Regions from separate parts of the Mus musculus genome. Here region 1 is linked to region 2. Evidence: chromatin contacts called from public promoter capture Hi-C data. All regions are on one chromosome and are shown on one strand. The core of a region is the stretch at or near the end of the contact, and the rest is flanking DNA. Distances in the headings are between cores, read along the strand shown.

Region 1 (5,087 bases), core at 1,566-4,065, 700 kb after region 2:
ATAACCTTCTTAGAGCCATCAACCCATTAGAGCTCTCAAATGAACTGCCTACGAGGAGAGATGAGACACACGTGAGGTCACTGAAGCTGCTCCACTGGACGTGCTCATGAGGCCAAGCCTTGTGAAGATAAATGTGTTCAGAGAATCAGAGAAACAGGACATGCCCTCAGCACATTCAATCTGGAACTCGAAATGGCCACAAGGATACACTACCACGATCTCTGCTTCAAAACCTTTCGAGGTCACAGAGAGTTATCAAAATAGGGTTGGAAAACTTTAATGGGGATACCAACGAAAGCTCAATACTCTCACCTTGAAGAGGCCTGCATTTGATAGCGCTTTCTATTTTGTCTTTCTGAGACCGTCTCTTGTGTCTCTCAGGCTGGCTTTGAACTCATGCAGCTGAGAACGAGTGTGAGCTCCAGATCTCTCTTTGCCTTGCACTGACACGTGCTGGGATCACAAGTGTGCACAATAGTTCTTGATTTAACAGGGTGATCTTTTTTTTTCTTTTTGGTTTTTTTTTTTTTTTTTTTTTTTTTTAGATTTATTTATTTATTTATTATATGTAAGTACACTGTAGCTGTCTTCAGACACTCCAGAAGAGGGCGTCGGATCTTGTTACAGATGGTTGTGAGCCACCATGTGGTTGCTGGGATTTGAACTCCGGACCTTCGGAAGAGCAGTCGGGTGCTCTTACCCACTGAGCCATCTCACCAGCCCCTCTTTTTGGTTTTTTGAGACAGGGTTTCTCTGTATAGCCCTGGCTGTCCTGGAACTCACTCTGTAGACCAGGCTGGCCTCGAACTCAGAAATCCACCTGCCTCTGCCTCCCAACGAGTGCTGGGATTAAAGGTGTGCACCACCACGCCTGGCTCAGGGTGATCATTTTTAAAATAAATATTAAAATATTTGCATATGTGCGTGGGCTCATACATGCCCCAGCCCATATGTGGCAATCTGAGGATTACTTTCAGGGAGTTTGTCCCCTCCTTCCACAGTGTGAGTCCCGGGGATTGAACCCAGGTCATCAGGCTTGTCAGCAAGCACCTTTACCAGTTGAGTCATATCTCACTGGCCCCCCTAACATGGAGATCTTTCTAAAACAAAAACAAAAATAAGAAACAATGTAATCCCAGCACTTGGGAGGCAGAGGCAGGCGGATTTCTGAGTTCGAGGCCAACCATCCACACTGGACACTTCTCACAACCGCCTGTCATCCCAGTTCCAGGAGATCCAATGCCCTCTTCTGGCCTCCACATCCATATAAAATAAAAAGAAATGAAAATTTAAAATAGACAAATAAAAGCAAGTAAATCAGATGGCTCGGTGAGCAAAAACATATGTCACCTAGTTGGATTTCAGTTCCTAGAACCTACACACAGTGGAAAGCATGCCTATGCACACACCCATGTACGCTCATGTCCACACACAGGAAAAAACTCCCCTTACAATTCACATAGTGTATAGTACTCAAAACTATCCTTTAGGTGTTGGAGTAGCAGCGGTAGAGTGCTTGCTTAGCACATAGAGAGCCCTACATGAACGTTAGGCCCCAGCCTTAGTACAGTTAACAGATAAAGAAATCATTCACTCAGACTGATGGGGCTCCGTATGTCTGTGCTGTGTCAGCATTACCCTCCTCTTACTCCCGAATGTCTCCATCATCACAAAGAGAAATCCTACAAACTGGGCATGCTGGCACACAACTGCAATCCCACCTATTGGGAGGCTACAGAGGGGGATATTTTGAGTTCAAGGCCAGCCTACTTGATACAGTGAGACTTCTCAAAAGCAAGGGTATTTCTATAACCATTTTTTTTTTTTTTTTTTTTCTGAGACAGGGTTTCTCTGTATAGATAGCCCTGGCTGTCCTGGAACTCACTTTGTAGACCAGACTGGCTGAGAACTCAGAAATCCGCCTGCCTCTGCCTCCCAAGTGCTGGGATTAAAGGCATGCGCCACCACCACCTGGCATTTATTTATTTATTTAAAAATTAAGAAAAAAAAAAAAAGCCCCCACACACAAAAAAACAAGTTCTTTCTCTCTCCCAGCATCTAAAAATAAAATAAGATCCATTGTCTCTATGGATTTACAGGTTCTGTATATTTCATAAAAGCACACCGTATGTGCCTTTGGTGACTGGTGTCTTTCGCAGTCATGCTTTCAGGGTCCTTCTGTGGCCATACTATGCACCAGTACTGCCTCATTTTTTATAGCTGAATAATATTCCACTGTGTGGCTATGTCACATTTTGTTTACGCATTTATTGCTTGATGGACGGTTAGCCTGCTCCCCTTTCTTGGCTGTTACGGATAATGTTGCTACAGACATTCACGTACAAATATTTTGAACGAGTATGTTTTCACAGTTCTCTTGTGCGTACACTTAAGTCTGCCTGGAACTGCTGGGTTACACGCAAGAATCATTCTTTCAACAATAATTAGTGACTGATAATCTTTGCAGTCTTCCTGGATCTCAATTTAACATAATACCAGTAACTTAGGTTTGTAAGGAATTAAATGAAATTGTGCATCTACAACCAGTCTAGCACAGAATCTAGCTGAGCCTCACCCTGGTCCCTCCCTAGGGACCTTCGTGTGGTTCCTGGAGTGGGACAAACGTCCGTGCTGGCCACACTCCTTGTCTCTGGGGCCCACGGTCCACTGCAGAAGTCGCCGGAGGTCCCGGCCATAAACCCCAAGAGATCTGGGCTCACCTGCTACTGCTCCCGCCACTCTTTGAATTGTCCGCAAGACCCGGAAGTAGATCTATCCCGGTAGCGGAAGCAGACTTCCCAGCCTGGAAGTGAACGTGAAGCAAATATGGCGGCGGCGGCGCTTACGCTGAGGACGCGGGCAGCAGGTAGCTCAGCACTGTGGCTATTGCGAGGCGAGACAGCAGGGAGGCTGGGAGATGGAAACTGGAGCCCATGGTGAACCTAGATACGGGGAAGAAGTGAGGGGCTCCGGACCTTTGGAGGGCGACTGTCTCCGGTCACGTGACACGTTGTGGGCGGTGCTTGCGGAGGGTGGGAGTGCAGAATGAAAGCCCGTTGGATAGTTACTCCAGAAGCTCTGTCCCCTCTGGGTTTATGTGGATCCCTCCGGATTTGAAGAAGACTAAGTTCAAAACATTTAATTGATATTCAAGACTTAGCTTTTTTCCTTTCCTCGCTTTTGAGGTAGGTTCCCACTGTGTAGTTTGCCGTCTTAGAGCTGGTATTTCAGATGTCTATGACCATGACCAACGCTTAGGTCTGGTGAGACACTGCTCAGAGTACCAGCATAAACATGGTTTCTAACGCCTTGTGAGTTCAGCCAGTAAACACGTGAGTAACTTAGTTGTAATCTCGAATAGTATTGTGAAGAGTCTTAGATTAGGGGACCAAGGAAGTCTCTTGAAGGGATAGCAATTTAGACCTAAAAGAGACAGACCCAACCAAACCTGTGTAGACAGAAGGCAAGAAAATGACTTGACTCGGTTTTACAGTTTTGAGGAGCCAATTAAGAGGAGGCAGACTGGGTGCAAATAAATAAATGAAAATGAAACCAAGTGGGACCAGGAATAGTAGTGCCTATAATCCCTGCACTTAGGAGCCTGGGGCAGGAAGATTTCATCAGATCCAAGGCCAGCCTGGGTCACAGACTCAAAAGCTATAAATAAATAAAATAACATAAAATAAAATAAAATAAAATAACCTACACAGAAAACCATCTGCAAGACTTGCTATAGGATAGATCATTTGGCCCAGATATTAGTGGTGTTGGTAGAGAAGCTGGAGGGTAGTGGGTGAATATGACATCTGTCTGTTCTGAAGATATAGATTCCACAAGTCTTACTGCTCTGTAAAATGAGGGAAGAGAGTCATCTGTAAAGTCTTGTTTTTCACAAGAGCAGAGACATATGAGTGAAACAATGTAGGCAAAAGCAAAACACCAATCACCAGTAAGTGAGTGGGTGAAGCCAGGAAGTGCATGCCTGTAACCTCGGTTATATGTGAAGTAAAGGCCTGAGGATTGCAAGTTCAAGGTCTTCATGGGCTACAGGAGAGGGGGGAGGGGATTCCATTCCATTGCTGGACATTGAAGATGTCTCCTAAGTTCTTTTTTTGTGATGTTTGTTTGTTTGGAGACACTGTATCACTATGAAGCCCTGGCTGTCCTAGAACTCAGTCTCTAGACCAAACTGGTCCTGTTGTCACAGAGATCTGCCTGCCTCTGCCTCCCAAGTGCTAGCATCAAAAGCTTGCCTGTGCCACCATGCCCAGCCTGCTCTCTGAGAGCTAGTCTTGTATCCCAGCAACTTTCTGTTCTTATGGGAATTTGAGAAACCTAGATAACCAGTGCTATGCCCCCAAACACCCATAAAGCAACTCTAAATGGGCTGATACTAGATCCTAAGATCCTATACTATGCCTAGAGACCTAAAACAGACAGCCTGGATTTTATTTTTGTGTATGAATGTTTTGCCTATGTGTATATATGCATACCACACGGTATACTTGGTACCAGCAGAGGTAAGAAAAGGCCATTGGATCCCCTGAAACAGGAGTTACAGATGACTGTGGACCACTACAAAAGTGCTAGAAACTGAACAGAGGACCTCTGCAAGAGCAGTCGCTGCTGCTAACCTCTGAGCCATCTCTCTCTGGCCCCATTAGCATGCATTTTAGATAATCTTCTTTTAAAAGCATTTTCATTTAATCTTTGAGAATTTTGTTCATGCATACAATGTATTTTGATCATCTCTATCCCCTTCAACGCCTCCCTCATAATTTCCCCCTTTAAAGAAAATGGTGTTGAGTCCTTTGGGATAATGGGTGGAGAGGCCCAGATTAATGCCAGTCTTGGTTGGACATCTGCTTATGGACTCTGGGAAAAAAAGACCTTTCTGTAATGGCCAGTTGCCTGCGGGAGCCACCCTCTGACGGACGGGCTGCCCTTCTGGTGCAAGTGTCTGATGTGTAGTGGGTGAGTGGATAGCTAAGACAGTGGCAAGTGTCTGATGTGCATGGGTGAGTGGATAGCTAAGGCAGTGGTAAGGGAGGCGGAATCAGAGGCAAGCCTTGCACATCTTGTACGCT
Region 2 (4,924 bases), core at 28-2,527:
TTAGGAGGGGTTGACTCTAGACCTCATGAACTACACCTTCAGCTGGTGGCTACATACCATGTCAAATAGTTACTATCCTATGCCAAGGAGAGATGCAGCCTAGGTCATCTGGAAGTTTCGGCTCAAGCACAAAAGAATTGCAATTGTACAGGGCGGGTTTCAGGCTCTCTCCAATCCTTGCTATCCCACATGACAACACAAGCCGACTGGAGACCTTTTGCGAGACGGACAGGACCAGGACACACTGTGGGAGGGAAGCCAGGCCTGGGCACCGACACCAGTCACGTTACCTCCACTTAAACCTTCCCAAGGGCGTCTGTCCTCCCCGGCCTGGGAAAGGGCCAGCGAGCCACCAACGTCTGGTGAGAGGCGGAGGTCAAAAGGATTCTCGTGGGAGTGAAATCAGCCAGGAGGCCTAACTCCGACTCCAAAAGGCGACGCGGCCAAACTACTGGCGGGCGAACCAAACTCCCGCCACCCAGCAGCAGAGGGGTAGGGGGCGAAGGGCGTTGTTACCCGAAGGAACTTCATGGCCACCAGGCGGAACCCCTTCTGCTCGAACCGTTTGATGATCTCGCCCACCAGGCCGCGCTGCACGCCATCTGGCTTGATGGCAATGAAGGTACGCTCGAGGTTGGCCATGGTCCTGTGGAGGCAAGAAGTGTAGTCGATGAGGCCCGGCCGACCCAAGCCGGCCCAGGAAGCCACGTGGGTTCCTGCCACCGCCGCCGCTGCGGAGGACACGTGGCTTTCCAGATACTTCTGCCCCGCCCGGGAGGCCCAGAAAGAGGACTGCGGGAGCCTGTGGTGAGCTGATGTCGGGGCGGGGAGTGCATCTTAGCCTTACCGAAAGCCGGTGGGTCGGCTGGTGTCTGCGATGAGCGACAGAAGCAAAGAGAATAGAACGACCACCAGCCGGCGCGGAGAGAGGAGGGACGCGGGGCGGGACGAGAGACGCCACACCCCGGAGGACCCCGCTGCCCAACCCGGGACGCTCAGGCTGCCTGGTCTTGCCAGTCGTCTCTGTCCCCGCCCAAAGGCTCGCGGTGCACGCCCTCTCCTTGCAGGGCTGCGGAGGGCTGCGGGGCAGGAAGTGATTTGTTCTCCACCCAAGTCCGCCTGTTCTTTGCAGCTAAAGGCTTCAGCTTTGGAGACCAGGTCCTGAATTTATTCCAGGAGACATCTGCATTCAAGCTTCCCTGAGACATCCGCGCCCAGCTGGACTCTCCATGCTCTGGGATACCCCGAGTTTTTCCTATCTCCGAAATTCAGCCCTCTGTTCTTTCCTCTCTGCTTGAGCTTAGCCTTCCTCACCCAAAATGACAACTTCCCTAGGAGCCAAGTCTGTCTCCAGGCCCCTCCTCAGAAGGCCATCTGTTCCTGTCTCAGAATGACTTTCGAATTCCTAAGATAACCCATGCCTTTTGACACTAGGGCCAGCTCCCAGCTCTCTGTCTCCTCACCTACCTTTCCTCTAGAGGCTCTGATGCCACCCTGAGCCTGGGATTCCTGCCCACAGAGCACTACCTACCGAGTGTCAGGCTACCCACCTCAACCTGAGACACCCCTGGCAAGATTCTAGATTTTTGTATATAAGTTGACGGCCTGCCTAGACTTCAGAGGAAATTCAAGGCCAGCCTGGTGAATTTGGTACATGAGACTACCTCAAAATAAGAAGCAAAACCAGGTGTGAGAGATGACACTTGCCTATAGTGCTAGCTTTTGGGAGGTGGAGGCAGGAGGATCAGGAAAGGACAGCCACTGCTACACAGTTCAGAGTCAGCCTGGTCTGTCTCAAAATATACAAAATGGGGTGTTGGAGAGCTGGCTTTGTAGTTAAGAGCCTTCCAGGGGCCAGAGGTCAAGTCCCAGCAACCACACACTTCAGGTGGCTCACAACTATAACTCCAGTTCCATAGAATCCGGTGCCTCCCATCTCCAAGGACATGCCCTTACGTGCACATACCCACATGCAACACACACACCTACACATAATATGATAAAAACAAGTTTTTAAGGAATACATACAAAGAGAGGGGCTGGAGTGGGTAAAGTGGTACATCCTTGGCTACACTAGAATTAAAGACCAGCCTCGACTACATGAAGGTAGGGAGCACTGAATATTTAGCTCTGTGGTAGGTCCACTTGTGTAGCATGCACAAGGCCTTGGTCCAACCTCCAGTACTCCAGACTCTGTATTCTCAGAAGCCAGGCCTGTCAACTTGCAGTCTTTACCTCCTGTCTTCTTGGCAAGCCACCAGTACCCTAAAGGTGCCCTCAGTGCCCACATCTGCTTCATTTCCATATCCAGACCACACCCAAAAAAGTTGCAGTATGTTGTGTGAACCAGCTGCTGCTTCTCCCAGCAGGCTTGGAGCCTGAGCTGGGGCCCTGAACATCCCAGTAAATAGGTTTAGGGCATTGCCCAAGGCACTGAGCCTAACTAGCGCAGATGAGTCAAAATGCCTGAAACCTCCTTCTCCAGCTCCATTGCATCAGCCCTGGCTAAAGACCTGCTTGGACAGAACAGCCCTCTGCTCACTGGCCATTAGGATGAGCAATTAAACTCTAAAGTTATCTCATACAGGCTCTACACACTGGGCACTTGAACCTACAATTTCCTTTTTTTATTTTTTTATTTCTTTGATTCCCAATGAACACTGATTTCAAGTGACTCTAGCCCTGGTCTCATCGAGAGAATATACCCTGCTTTGATGCCTCCCTGCATCTCTAAAGGAACCGGCAAGCTCTCTATGTTCTCTATGACACCAGTACTACTCACAACTTGAGATGAGATGAGGTCGGCTGACCTCCAAACTCAGGTTATCAGCCTTGTGGCTCCAGCCCAACTGGTCGCCTATAACTACTCAGGTGGGTAACAGCCCATCACACCTCTCCACTGTCCTACACCTCAATTAGCAGAGCATCCAACTAGGATGCACCGACTGCCATTTGCCCTCACTCTGGGCCCATTTCCTTCATTCTCAGCCTGAAGTGTGTGTGGGCTCGCATTTGCCCAGCCAGCTGGTTGGTTGCCTTTTGAGAGGATCTAGCTGCATAGCCCTGGCTGGACTGCACCAGTCTGGCCTCAAGCTTACTGAAAGCCTGTCTCTCCCTCCTAAATGCTGGGATTACAGACATGTGCCACCACTCTCCCATGTTTTGGAGTTACCAAATGTCAACTGTACTGAGAATCTGCAAATTTCACTGAACTTACCTGTCGGGTGAAGAGTCGGTTACCCCTTTGTCAGGTCACATACCTCCCTACCCCACAGTAGAAGGACCCTTCATTGGACACCAGCTGACGGTCCCAGGCCTACAGAACACATGGGTTTTCTGATCTGATGGTAGCTACAACGTCTCACAATTTTCTTGGTTTGTTGTTGGTTTTTGCTTGTTTTGTTTTTCCAAGACAGAGTTTCTGTCTTTCCCTGGTTGTCTTAGAACTCACTCTGCAGACCAGGCTGATCTCGAACTACCTACCCCTGCCTCCTGAGTGCTAGGATTAAAGACATGAGCCACCACCATCCAGCTTTTTTTTTTTTTAAAGAGAAGTTCTTGTATAGCCCAGGCTGGCCTCAAACTATAAAGCTGAGGACAACTCTGAACTTCTGATCCTACCTCCTGAGTGCTGGATCACAGTACTACCATGCCATTCTGCAGTGCTCGGGATAGAACCCAAGGCTTCGTGTATGTTAGGCCAGACTCTCTCTTCCAACTAAGCTACATCCCCAGCCGGTGGGGGATTGTTGTTTTCCGGTTTTGGTTTTTTGAGAGAGTGCCTCTGCCTCCCCAGTGCTGGGATTAAAAAGCATGCTCCACTACACCCAGCTGTTTGATTTGTTTTGTTTTGACAAGGTTTCACTATGTAGTCTAGGCTGGCCTGGAATTCATCCCCCTGCCTCTGTCTCCTGAGTGTTAGAATTACAGGCCTGGGCCAACAGGCTTGGCTTGGCATCTTTATTTCTAATGAATTCTCTGTTCCCAGAACAGTTTTCACAACCTCACACATCCTCCACACAAATTGTTGTCTGACTGTGCCAGGAGAGAACAGAACACAGGTGATAGGAAGGGAGATAGACAAAGAAATGCCCTTGTGTCTCAGGGTGGTGGCTCAAACCACAAATGAAAAGAATCTCTGTGTGCACATGAGGCCAATATAAGTAATTTGTAAAACATTTACATTCTGTCCACTCAGATTATCCAGAAGCCTGAAGGAGGTAAGGAATGCAGAGCTGTACAGCAATACAAAGTACAGATTAAACACTTTAATCTAACAGTGGCACGTAACACTGCACAGGGAGTCACAGCTCCCAAAGGTTCCTTCCAGGTCAAAGAAGTTCCAGAAATATCTAGGGTTGCTGGTCCCCTGCCTGTGAGAACAAGAGTAAGCAGGTAGAAAACCAGCACCGTCCTGTCACTCATAGATCCAGTTCTGCGCACAGCTCTTGTACTCCACCAGCTCCTCAGGCTGAAACCACAAGCTGATCTCCTTCTCTGCGCTCTTTACAGAATCGCTGCCATGAATGATGTTCCTGGGTGGGGAGAGAGGTGACATCATTACAAATGGGAGAGATAAGCCTGCCCATAGCCCCTTGCGCTCGACTATGGATAGCGGAAGGCCATGGCATCAGAAAAGCCAGAGTCCCAAGTACTTCAGAATGACATGAAAGAAGGACTTCCTGTGAGCAGCCCGAGCCTTCAGGGAAGATGCTGGTCAGACTCTCTGTCCAAGAAAGGCACAGCCAATGGGACCAAGCAAGCAAATCAGCTTCCGCCTTCAGAGGCAGGAAGACAAAATTAATATTTTAAAGTGACCTGAAACCTGGTGGAGTGGCCAGTGCCTTTGAGAGAGGGGTAAGGGTTTGGGGCATCAGAAATTCAAGGATAGCCTCAGCTACATAGCAATTTTGAGGCCAGCTAG

The links. Promoter capture Hi-C pulls out the DNA fragments that hold promoters and counts their contacts.
Region 1: a promoter capture Hi-C map of pre-B cells shows a contact between it and region 2, with 5 times the contacts expected there. The contact joins the promoter of Mrpl27 here to the promoter of Nme2 in region 2. A contact is called at or near these places in 2 of 39 promoter capture datasets (embryonic stem cells and pre-B cells).

What each region holds. Positions count from the first base shown.
Region 1 is chr11:94,650,976-94,656,062 of GRCm38.p6, forward strand. Mrpl27 (mitochondrial ribosomal protein L27) reads left to right here and starts at 2,816. Exons shown (of 4, transcript NM_053161.2): 1 at 2,816-2,866. The coding sequence starts at 2,827. Eme1 (essential meiotic structure-specific endonuclease 1) reads right to left here and starts at 2,768. Exons shown (of 9, transcript NM_177752.5): 1 at 2,721-2,768; 2 at 1-48. The coding sequence starts at 19.
Region 2 is chr11:93,954,979-93,959,902 of GRCm38.p6, forward strand. It overlaps Nme2 (NME/NM23 nucleoside diphosphate kinase 2), which reads right to left and starts at 1,278. Exons shown (of 5, transcript NM_008705.5): 1 at 848-1,278; 2 at 517-646. The coding sequence starts at 642. Nme1 (NME/NM23 nucleoside diphosphate kinase 1) reads right to left here. Exons shown (of 5, transcript NM_008704.3): 5 at 3,947-4,535. The coding sequence ends at 4,418.